Regions from separate parts of the Triticum aestivum genome. Here region 1 is linked to region 2. The links are chromatin contacts, called in public Hi-C maps. All regions are on one chromosome and are shown on one strand. Each heading gives the region's core, a stretch centred on a gene start, on an enhancer-like site or on the middle of the called end of the contact. The rest is flanking DNA. Distances are from core to core; before and after follow the strand shown. Region 1 holds the start of LOC123059689 (selT-like protein). Region 2 holds the start of LOC100192187 (calcium-dependent protein kinase 16).

Region 1 (5,140 bases), core at 1,798-4,297, 320 kb after region 2:
ATGATAGTCATACACACACTTTTTCAAAGAGAGAGAAAAGTAGATATTTTGATTTAAGCACAATTTCCTTTTTTGCAAATATGTGCAATTTCCTTAATATTGTGATGTGACTAGTATCTTAAGAGCGTGGTTAATAATATAGCCAACGCTTGGCTATAAATACTTGCTCTAAGAACGTCACACATGCCTGTGTCTAAGAAATGTGAAATCCTATATTTGCTCATGTGAAAATATTTTGTTATAACGAGTAACTGTACATGAAAATACACGCGTATGTGTTCAATGGCTTGCTCTATCCGCATGGGACGGTGGTTGGTCTAGGTGTGCGCCATTCTCTCAAAACAAAAACGAAATACAGTACGTACTTTTTAAGCCACGAGGCTTCTAAAATTCCGATTTGGTCTCTTTAATAAACAAGTGCCTGCCTTTAGCATAGGAAATGAGAAGCCCTTGCTGTCCTGAAAAACTATATACTACACATGTTCGTACATCCACACCTTGTCATGTCCATGTGCCAAGGATCTTCAATCTTGATTTTCAATGTCCATGCGAATTTGTCAAAGCATTAACCGTACTTTGCTTTCTTGGTTGCGCTTAACCGCGAAAGGGGCACTTATTGCCCCTTTTGAAGTATTGGGGTTTTGCATCCCTGCGATGTTTATTATTGTGCATGTTTGCCATTTCAAAGGTGGTGGTGAAGCTGGAGAATTCCTTAGACGTACTTATCTGTTCCGCCTAGACTGTGAAATGTTATGTTTCCGATGTAAATTAATACTTCCTCCGTCCCAAAATAAATGTCTCAACTTTATATTAACTTTAGTATGAAATTGCCCTAAAGCCGAGACACTTATTTTAAGATGGAGGGGGTATAAGGCTGGTCATAGTGAGAGTAACATAGGTAGTAACATATATGCCACATAAGCAAAAATGATGATGTGGCAAGTAGTTAATGAGGAGAGAGGCAAATAGAGTAACATAATATGTTACCATCACATAGCGGTTTCCAATGCATAATGAGTCTATAAAGTAATAAATGAAGGCAACTATGTTACCACACCTATGACACTACCCACTATGAAGGTAGTAACATAGACTAGTAACATATGTATGTTACTAGTCTAAGTTACTCCCCACTATGACCAGCCTAAGACACATTGCTAACAATGTTAGGGAACAGCAATTAAGAATTTATAAGATGGCAAGGCCAACCCTCCAAGAGGACAAAGGTGACAAGACCAACGCCAAACCTTGCACTGCAGTGCGGTCGCGGCCGGTTTTGGCTGCACGCCTGCACCTACAACATCTTGGTTAAACTCCACGTGTTGGCGGAACAGAAAAACTCCACGTGTTGGCTCTTTCCGCGTATTCCATCTTGTACTCCGTACACGTCCATCTTGGTTAAAGATCGCCGTTATGCCAGCTAGCTTGCGATGGAACTCTCCGCCGATCGACGGGCGCAAGGAAGCCAGAGAAGCCCCGCCGGCCTCACGAGCGGTGCGTGCGCGTACGGTGTACCGAGCACGCGGTCTTGGAAACATGGAGCCACCATCCGTGTCCCTTGTGGGGGACGTGACGTGACCCGCTCTCCATATCAGCAAGAGCAAAAAAGGCCTTGCTCGATCGGCCATCGGTGGCGCCAGCTCGACACACCCAACAAACGAGTTCCACGGGGCGCGGACGTGAGTCGAACAGCCAGGCTGCTTGCGCGATGACACGCGCGCGCCCATACGCTGCACGTAAGCCACACGTGACACGTGACGTGCCCACCTGACCGCTCATGGACGATCCGCACACCGGCCCCTAGACTTGTGTGTGGTGGCGTGGTGTGCTCGACCATTCAAACTTTACGGGTCGTGTTTGAATCAGAACTTAAGAAGAGGCCTACCACGTACGGGGCTTGAGATTTAGTAAAAGGCGGGCCTCACATGTCTTGTCATATGCCCGTAGTACGTGTTACTATTTTGATTACCACAGAAGAAGGCACTCCCGGCAGCGGCATTACTGCCGTTTAACCTGTCGGGCCAGCCAAGTCGAGACGAGCCCGAGTGGAGTGCATAGTGCACTCTCCGTCAACTGTCAGGCGCATCGCAGACGGCGCATGGCACGCTGTCAAACGAGCGCCGCGCAGGCGCAGATGCATGCATGGCAGCGTGAGCATGATTGCCATTTCCTTCTGCCATGCACGTTTCGCCTCAGCAGTTCGGCCCGATCCATTTCGTCCACACCATCACTTTTACCGCGTGGAAGAGCCGAAACTGTGCGCATGCTTCTGGAGATGGCGATCAGTGCGAAACTGCTCGCGTGTGAAAAACCTCATGGCCGGGCTCTTTCCCGCGTGGCGCCTGGCCAACTTTGGAGCGAGCAATGGACAACAACATAACATTTGGGCTCTTTCCTGCTGTATACATAGTTTGTTTTATAGTAGACCGCACCAACTTTGAGTCTTGAGTGGAACACTTGTTTTGTCTTGCCGGTAAGACCCGGTGGCGAGCTTCTACCCCAAGACTCCAAAGGTCGCTCACCAAACTGATCTGGGCCAAACTATGATTGACATTGACCCGAAGAAAGCTCAGTTGTCTGCCTGGGCATCATGGGGCGTCTCCCTTACGCTGCAAGGCTGCAGCCAGGCAGCTCATCTCTCTTTCTGCAGAGAGAACTACGGATTTGTTTTTTCTTTTTTTCCTTTTTTTTTTCTTTTGACCGCAGCTACGGATTTGTTTTTTCAGTGAGAGCGAACCCACCCAACTCAAGTGGCTGTCGAGTGTCCCAGAGCTGGACGGATCGACGGTCCAACTGCAGTAATACGTTTCGCGTAAAAAAAAACGTAGGTGGGCCGTCGAAACCCAGAAGGCCCACATGCATGTCCAGCCCAACCAGTCGCATTTCCGTCCGAGCCCGAGGCCCCGAGCCCACGGCCTCCACCACGAAAAGATTCCCGGCCTTTCGCCGCACGACGTTGGAACCCCACTGACAGCGCTGACCCACACCACCGGAGCCCACCTGGCAGGCGGCTTGACGAGACGGAGGAAGGTGCCTCGTCGCCTTCAGCACCGGCTCCGCCTCTTTCCGTTCCGCGTCCCAGGAAAAAAGAAGGGAGGAGAGCGGGCGACCGGAAGGCGGCGATGGCCATGGACCGCGTGCAGCTCCTCCTCGTCGGCCTCCCCGCGCTCCTCTTCATCTCCGACCTCTCCCACATCTTCGCGCCGCCGCCTCCCCACCTGCGCCACCCCCATGGCCACCCCCCGCACCACCCCCACCCCCACCCGCCCCACCATCCCCACCCGCCGCACCACCCGCACCCGCCGCACCACCACCCCCACCCGCCGCACCACCGCCACCCGGACCCCGCCGCCGCTGCCATACAGGTCGGTCGTAAACCCTAGCCCGAGATTCCTTTTCCCCCTTGTCGTATCGTAAGACCCTAGCCCGAGATTCCTTTTCCCCCTTGTCGTATCGTAAGACCCTAGCCCGGAATTCTGTCGCTCCGATCTGGCCGGCAGAGCTGATGTTTTTATTTTTGATTTTGGTGAAACCGCAGCAGCCCAATCTGGAGGGAGGAGCTGGATTCGGCACGACCGTGGAGCTGCAGTTCTGCGCCTCCTGCTCGTACAAGTGAGTCTCCGCCGACTGATGGTTCGTTGCTTGCTTGCTAAGTTGGCGCTGTTAGTTTGCCTGTGCGGATCAAGTGAACTTATGCGTCGTGTACCGGATACTGAGTGTTTGGAATTGCTGTGTGCCTGCCTTGGTTGACCAGACGCCAATACACGGACCAATTTATCATGCAGAATGATTTAGGAGGTGGATTATTTGGTACTCCAGTAAAACCAGTCTCACTGGTGGTTGTTAGATAGCATTTGCTAATGCCGAACGCTTAATACAGTTGCGTTAAACTAGTAGTGTGGAACTGGAGGAGCAGTTATTGTTCATGAAAATGTTAGTGCGCTGGTGACAGTGTTAATGCTTTGTTAAACATTAAAAGTCAGACACTGTTATGAAATATGTACATGGATCAAGTAAGAGGTGCTATTGGAATAAATATGGAATATTGTTTAAATATGAAAGGAATTGGATTAGAATTAGAGATCGAATGAGTATCCTTTAATTCATTACTCAGGGGTCAAGTAAGTGCTCCTATAGAAGGGCTGATTCAGGAATATGAATTGACTTATGGAGTACTTGTGAGATCTTTTTCACTCTCGACAACGAAATCCATGAGGACCTCGGCACTGTGTTATAGGGACGCCTCACAATCTTGCTTCCAAAGTACATAGGTAATGGTGGAACAGTTAACTATATTCCAGTGTGGTTTGAACAGACTGATATGTAGGTTGCTGGTGAGGAGATAAGCGTATGTCTTTCTGATGTCAAGAAGTAAAAAAGAGGGAAAACTCCTAAACAACAACTTGATGGTTGTTGTGAGTTTATATTTTATCAATCTGTTATCTCCCTGGTTTGACCTCCTGAGTCCCAACCTATGCTCTAGTCCCCAATCTCCTATGTGTAGTTACACAATTTATTCCAAACTATCATATTTGTTCTATTTGGACAAACACTTTTCGCTGGCTTGGTTATAAAGCTAACACTGTACAGGGATAGGGAAGATGTGCTGGGGTGACCAGCTCCTGATTACAGCTAACACAAAAAGGCCCAGAACTGACCAACAAAAGAACTCACACGGCTAGAGTCTTGATAAGAAGAAAATACATAATCAACTTTGGCGTCAAAGAAAACCACAAAGAACGAGTAATACCCCTTAATGCACCTATGTACGGCCACGGTGCACAGGAATCTGTTGCCAAATCTTATCCATCGGTTCCAGCAGCTTTTCTTTCTCCTGATCCTGTAGCAATGGCCACCATTGCTGCACAGAACATAGAATACTTGTAAAATACATCTTCTGTTGCTCTGGCATCTTCACCTCCATTGCCATATTGCAAATCCCCGAGGCTACTGCTGAAAAGCAGAAGATCATTACCTTTCTGTTTGACCTGTTACACCCCATAACTTAGTGCTAAAGAAGTCTCCAATGTTGTCTGGGGACCCTGTCCCTGGACAGAGCCACTTTGATGCTGATCCAGACTTAGTTGGCATTTGGCAAGCAAAAGGTTAAACAAGATGTGGTTCACTTCCTCTTCCAAAC
Region 2 (5,032 bases), core at 2,303-4,802:
AATGGCTTTGTCTATTTTGCTAAAATATTAGGCACATACTAACTCAGTATAGTACAAAATCAACATAATGCTGTCCATGTCTTGGATAATCGACAAGCTTCTTTTTTATTGCTTTTATTTTGAGAATCTCAACACACTCCATGTAATAGCCATCTACAGCTTGCAACTGTGTTTCATGCCAGACATCAACGGTGTATCTCAAGTTTACAGCCACATTTAAAATCTACTTCCTCAATCCTCATTTTACTCTCGGCACCTTCGCCCGTCAGATTTCTACTTATGTTTACTTTTGGATTCAGCATTGCTCAGTATATTACATCCAGATTACAGAAGGCAATAATATGCTACCAGAAAATATAGCGAGGCAACTACCAGAGCAAGGATTCAAAGTGGATCCTGCATAACTTTTACTACAAGTGTTAGGCAGGGGGTCCTTCAAATTGATCTGAGTATTAGATCCAATGTGACAACAGATTTACCGCATAGCCAAAATAAACTACATAACATGACATCAGGATATGGTTGGTAGATACTTATGTGCAAAAATGGAGAACTATCCAAAACCAGGCAGACTGGTCCAGTGATCTTCTAGCTATCAGATTACACATTGCAAATTGAAAAACAGAACATGAAAGGGGGTTCAGGCTGAAGTTTAAAGCAGCACCAAACAGTAGGAACTTACACAAATTTGATGTTTTGGGAACTTTGAGGATATTGAAACTAACATAACACAGTGCCGGTTTGAAAGCACTACCACTATGTACATCTTACCAAGAACTTGCTTTGCCGTTAGCCTGATTTTCGGGTCAGGCTGAAGCATCTGCCGAACTAGATCTTTAGCATTATCAGAAACATGGGGCCAGGGTTCTCTCTTAAAATCTATATTTCCCCGAAGGATAGCTTGTGCCACTCCTTGTTCAGTCTCTGCAATATAGCATGGTAAGACCGCGCGAAAGCAAAGCTGAAGGATAAAAGGTTCTCGCAAAGATAAGGCAAAGTACCAGCCCAAAATGGAGGAACACCACATAACAATATATACAAGATAACGCCAGCACTCCAAATGTCTATTTCAGGTCCATAGTTTCTCTTCAGCACTTCAGGAGCCATATAGTAGGGACTTCCCACAATTTCAGAGAACTTCTCACCTAAACAATTGCATAATGCCATCATATTATGTACGGTACAAAATGTTAAAACAACTATATGTATAATAGACATTTCACAGGGAATAATTAAAGGAGTGCGACAGATAGCAAAGTAAATCATCGAAGTTCCAGTTGACTCGAATTACAAACATAAAAAGTGATATTTGAGGCTTTCTTGACATAAAGAGGCATTACAAATCCAACAGCGTCGTATAAGGAAAGGCACATTACACATTTTCAGATGGCTTATCTATTAGTACATTCTTCCTACAAGGACACGTGTTTTCAAGCCTATAAAGATGCTATGTTGATTAACACCAAAGGCCAGATTGGTAATAAGATGTGTTGCCTAAAACCATTTGGGATGCCTATAATCAACAGCGAACAAATCAACAAGAAACAGATAGACCACTTTCTTTTTGTGAAGCAAGTTAAATGTATGAAGCTACGGCAACGGCAAGATATAAGCCCACAAGTTACAACTGTTTGGTGGCTCCATACATACATTAAAATCAAGTGGAGTCAATTCTTAGTGATTGAAACAAACAAACAAACCAAGTAAGCAAGATCAGTATGGCAACAAAGACTAGGTGCTTGTAAGTATTTATGGCATGAAGGACAAGTGACACACGAGCAAGGGTGAGAATTCCACAATAAACTCAATAAGGTTAAAGCTGCGGGATGTGAAATGTTTCATAACAGGAAATCAACAAGATAAATATGGTATAGAACCGAGCATAGATTTACAGCACATTGATGATTCAAGTAGTTCAAGACTTAATTACTTTTTCAACAAGAGGGTAAGAGATATGGAACAGAAATGGACAAATGGTGCCTATTGAGTGAGAGCAAGCAATATAAATGGGCACAACTGTGTGAAACTGTTATCAGTATTGTTTCAAAGTTCACTGTGGCATATTTTTCATGATCAGTATGACTTCTTATAAATAATAACCAATACTACTGCCGCCAAATGAGCTGCTTATACATAACGATAAGTCAACTAACAGCTACGTATAGATGAAGATAGGCCACCTGATGCCTTACTATTTCCCAAAATAATTGAGCTCAGGTCGAACATGGTATCAGCATTCAGATACCAAGACTTGGTATGGAGTATGGACTACAAGCAAAACGACATTGTACACTATTTTTGGCAACAGCAATGTGCCGTCTGATCCCACTAATGATTCCCAAATCCTAAAAATAGCAGTCACCCATGAACCAGCAAGTCAACCTAGCACCTAAGATTCCAGTATCTGGACTAGCAGCACAATCTGCAAGAGGCAACTATATCAAGAGACATACTACCGAGTACTGACATACCACCAACTTGCTGCGAAAGAAAGAATACATCTAAAAAGTCCTACCAAAAGAGAACCACCAAAATCTAGTTCTAGTCAGATTACGCAAGCACGGAAATAGCACTCAGCTACAGTACCGAGCACTACCAAAAATTCCACCCAGAAACGGCCACCAACCCACGGATCACGCGCTTAGACAGAGAAAAAAAACGCCCAAAAGTGCAGCGACCAGTTCGTCCGAATCACGGTGGATCTCGGCGGCTCACCGGGCTTGAAGAAGATGGAGAGGCCGAAGTCGATGGCCTTGAGCGGGGAGTTCTCCTTCTTGTTGGCGAAGAGGAAGTTCTCTGGCTTGAGGTCGCGGTGGATGACGCCGTGGTGGTGGCAGAGCTGCACGACCTCGACGATGGTGCGCGTGACGGCGGCGGCGGCGCGCTCCGTGTAGTGGCCCCGCGCGACGATGCGGTCGAAGAGCTCCCCGCCCTCGCAGAGCTCCATGACGAGGTGCACGGCGCCGTCGTCCTCGCAGGCCTCCCGCAGCGTGACGATGCTGGCGCTGCGGGGCAGGTGGCGCATGATGGCCACCTCCCGGCGCACGTCCTCCACGTCGACGGGCGTGCGCAGCTTGCGCTTGGAGATGGACTTGCAGGCGAGCAGCTCCTTGGATCCCCGGTCCATGCACAGGTACGTGACCCCGAACTCGCCGCGCCCCAGCTCCCGGTCCAGCGCGTACTTGCCGTCGATCCCGCCGCTCACGTCGCGGCCCTCCTCGCCGAGCACCGACAGCCGCTTCTTCTCCCCGCCGGCGCCGGCGCCGCCCCCGCCCCCGCCTCCCCCCGCGCCGCCGCCGCCGCCGTTGCGCGCCTGGTGGGGCTTCCTCTTCCCGGCGGAGGCGGGGAAGTGCGACGACGAGACGTCCTCCCGCGCCGCGGCCGCCGGGGAGCGGCAGCAGTTGCCCATGGCCGCGCGAGATCGGGGGTGGGCCCGCTAGGGTTCGTACGGCATTGGGCGCCGCGCGGGTGGGGGAGGAGAGAGAGAGATGGACTGGCTGCTGTGTGCTGTGCCGAGGGACAGAGAAGAGAGGGGGGCTAGCTAGCTAGAGAGGAGAGACAGAGCGGTACTAGTCTTTGGAGCAGTGGAGAGGGACGAGACCTGTGTCGTCGGGTAACGGTATGGAGGAGCCGTGGGGGACGGGGCGCGGGGGACGCGTAGCCGCGAGGAGGGAGGACAGGGGTGGGAACATTCCCACATGTGATGATGGTTTGGTGAGCCCGATGGGTCGCTGGGCAGCGGGCCCGAGGGCGGGGTCGGGGCCTCTGCGGGGAGTTCGGGGGTGGCGGGGCCCACGGTCGTCGGCAGTTTGACCGGATTCAGCGACCGGGGTTTTGTTTCGACGGCCGGCCGTGGACGGAGGAATCTGGCGAGATAAAAACCAGCCCGGTTCTAATGGGAGTATCATAACTAGTATCATGCATGTTAAGTAGGCAATTTTGATGATGTGATATAGAATTAAATGAAGAAAGAGATAGTTGGGTATCATACAATGATACCGTATCATAATAAATGCAATGCTACTATGTGTCATGCATGACAATGAATAAAGTCATCTATGATACTAGTACATGATACTATGTATTAGGGAGGTAGTATCACACATTAGTACCATATGCATGATACTAACTTATGATACTATCCATTACAAACAGCCTTAGACCATCTCCACCGCGCGACCCAAAACGTTCGGTTATCTCCGTTTGGAGTTAAACGTACAAATGAGACGACCCAACGCGCAACCCATCCGTAAAAAAAGTCCATTTCTTATCCGTCCCACCTCATCGTGGACTCAAATTTGAGCTGGGTTTGCATCCAAAGCGGACACAAGCGGACGCTTTCTGGGTCGTCCTCGTCCGGCAGTGTCCTTTGTGCATGTGACCCTGGCCCGCCTGTCATCTTCTCTCCTCTTCACTCACGTGGCCCACCTACCATCCTCTCTCTCCATATTTTCCTCCTCCCCATGCCGGTGCACACCACTGTGCTGCAGCCGTGGGCGAGCGCGGCGCGTGCCGGAGCGCGAGCGCGGGAGAGCGGGGTGCGGCGCCGCTGCGAGCTGGAGGCGCGCGCCCAGGAGGCGTCGTGCGCGAGCGCGGCGGCGCGTCGCCGGGTGACGGGGCGCGGCGGCGGGCGTGGAGAGGGAAGGCGGGGCGGGCCGGCGGCTGCGGGGGAGGGCGGCGAGCTCGCGCGGCTGCAGGCGCGGGCAAGCGCGCGACGGCAGGGGGCGAGCGCACGCGGGCGGCGACGGCAGGGCGAGGCAGGCTCGAGCGGCCGGGGCGAGGAGGCGGGGCACGACCCGACGGCGCAGCGGGCGGGGGCAGGGGCCCGACGCGGGCGTGGCGTGGAGGCGGGGCGCGGCGCAGGCGGGGCGAGCGCCGGCCGGCATACCACAGTGGGGAACGGGCGGAGTCAGAGCGCGAGCTCGCGGGCGGTTGAGACGTGCGGCCGAGACAGATAGTTTGGGGTTGGTTGGTGCGTTGGGCGTCTCCAACTATATCCGGACGTGTATGTCCGTTTTGCCACCCATTTCCA

The links. Hi-C and Micro-C count contacts between places; a contact is called where the count stands out from the background.
Region 1: a contact with region 2 is called in a Hi-C map of leaf, with 6 times the contacts expected there. The contact joins the promoter of LOC123059689 here to the promoter of LOC100192187 in region 2. A contact is called at or near these places in 3 of 5 Hi-C or Micro-C datasets (leaf and an unstated tissue).

The regions. Positions count from the first base shown.
Region 1 is chr1A:489,632,430-489,637,569 of IWGSC CS RefSeq v2.1, forward strand. LOC123059689 (selT-like protein) reads left to right here and starts at 3,048. Exons shown (of 4, transcript XM_044482199.1): 1 at 3,048-3,365; 2 at 3,542-3,612. The coding sequence starts at 3,123.
Region 2 is chr1A:489,310,399-489,315,430 of IWGSC CS RefSeq v2.1, forward strand. It overlaps LOC100192187 (calcium-dependent protein kinase 16), which reads right to left and starts at 3,553. Exons shown (of 7, transcript XM_044482171.1): 1 at 2,716-3,553; 2 at 1,002-1,145; 3 at 772-924. The coding sequence starts at 3,409.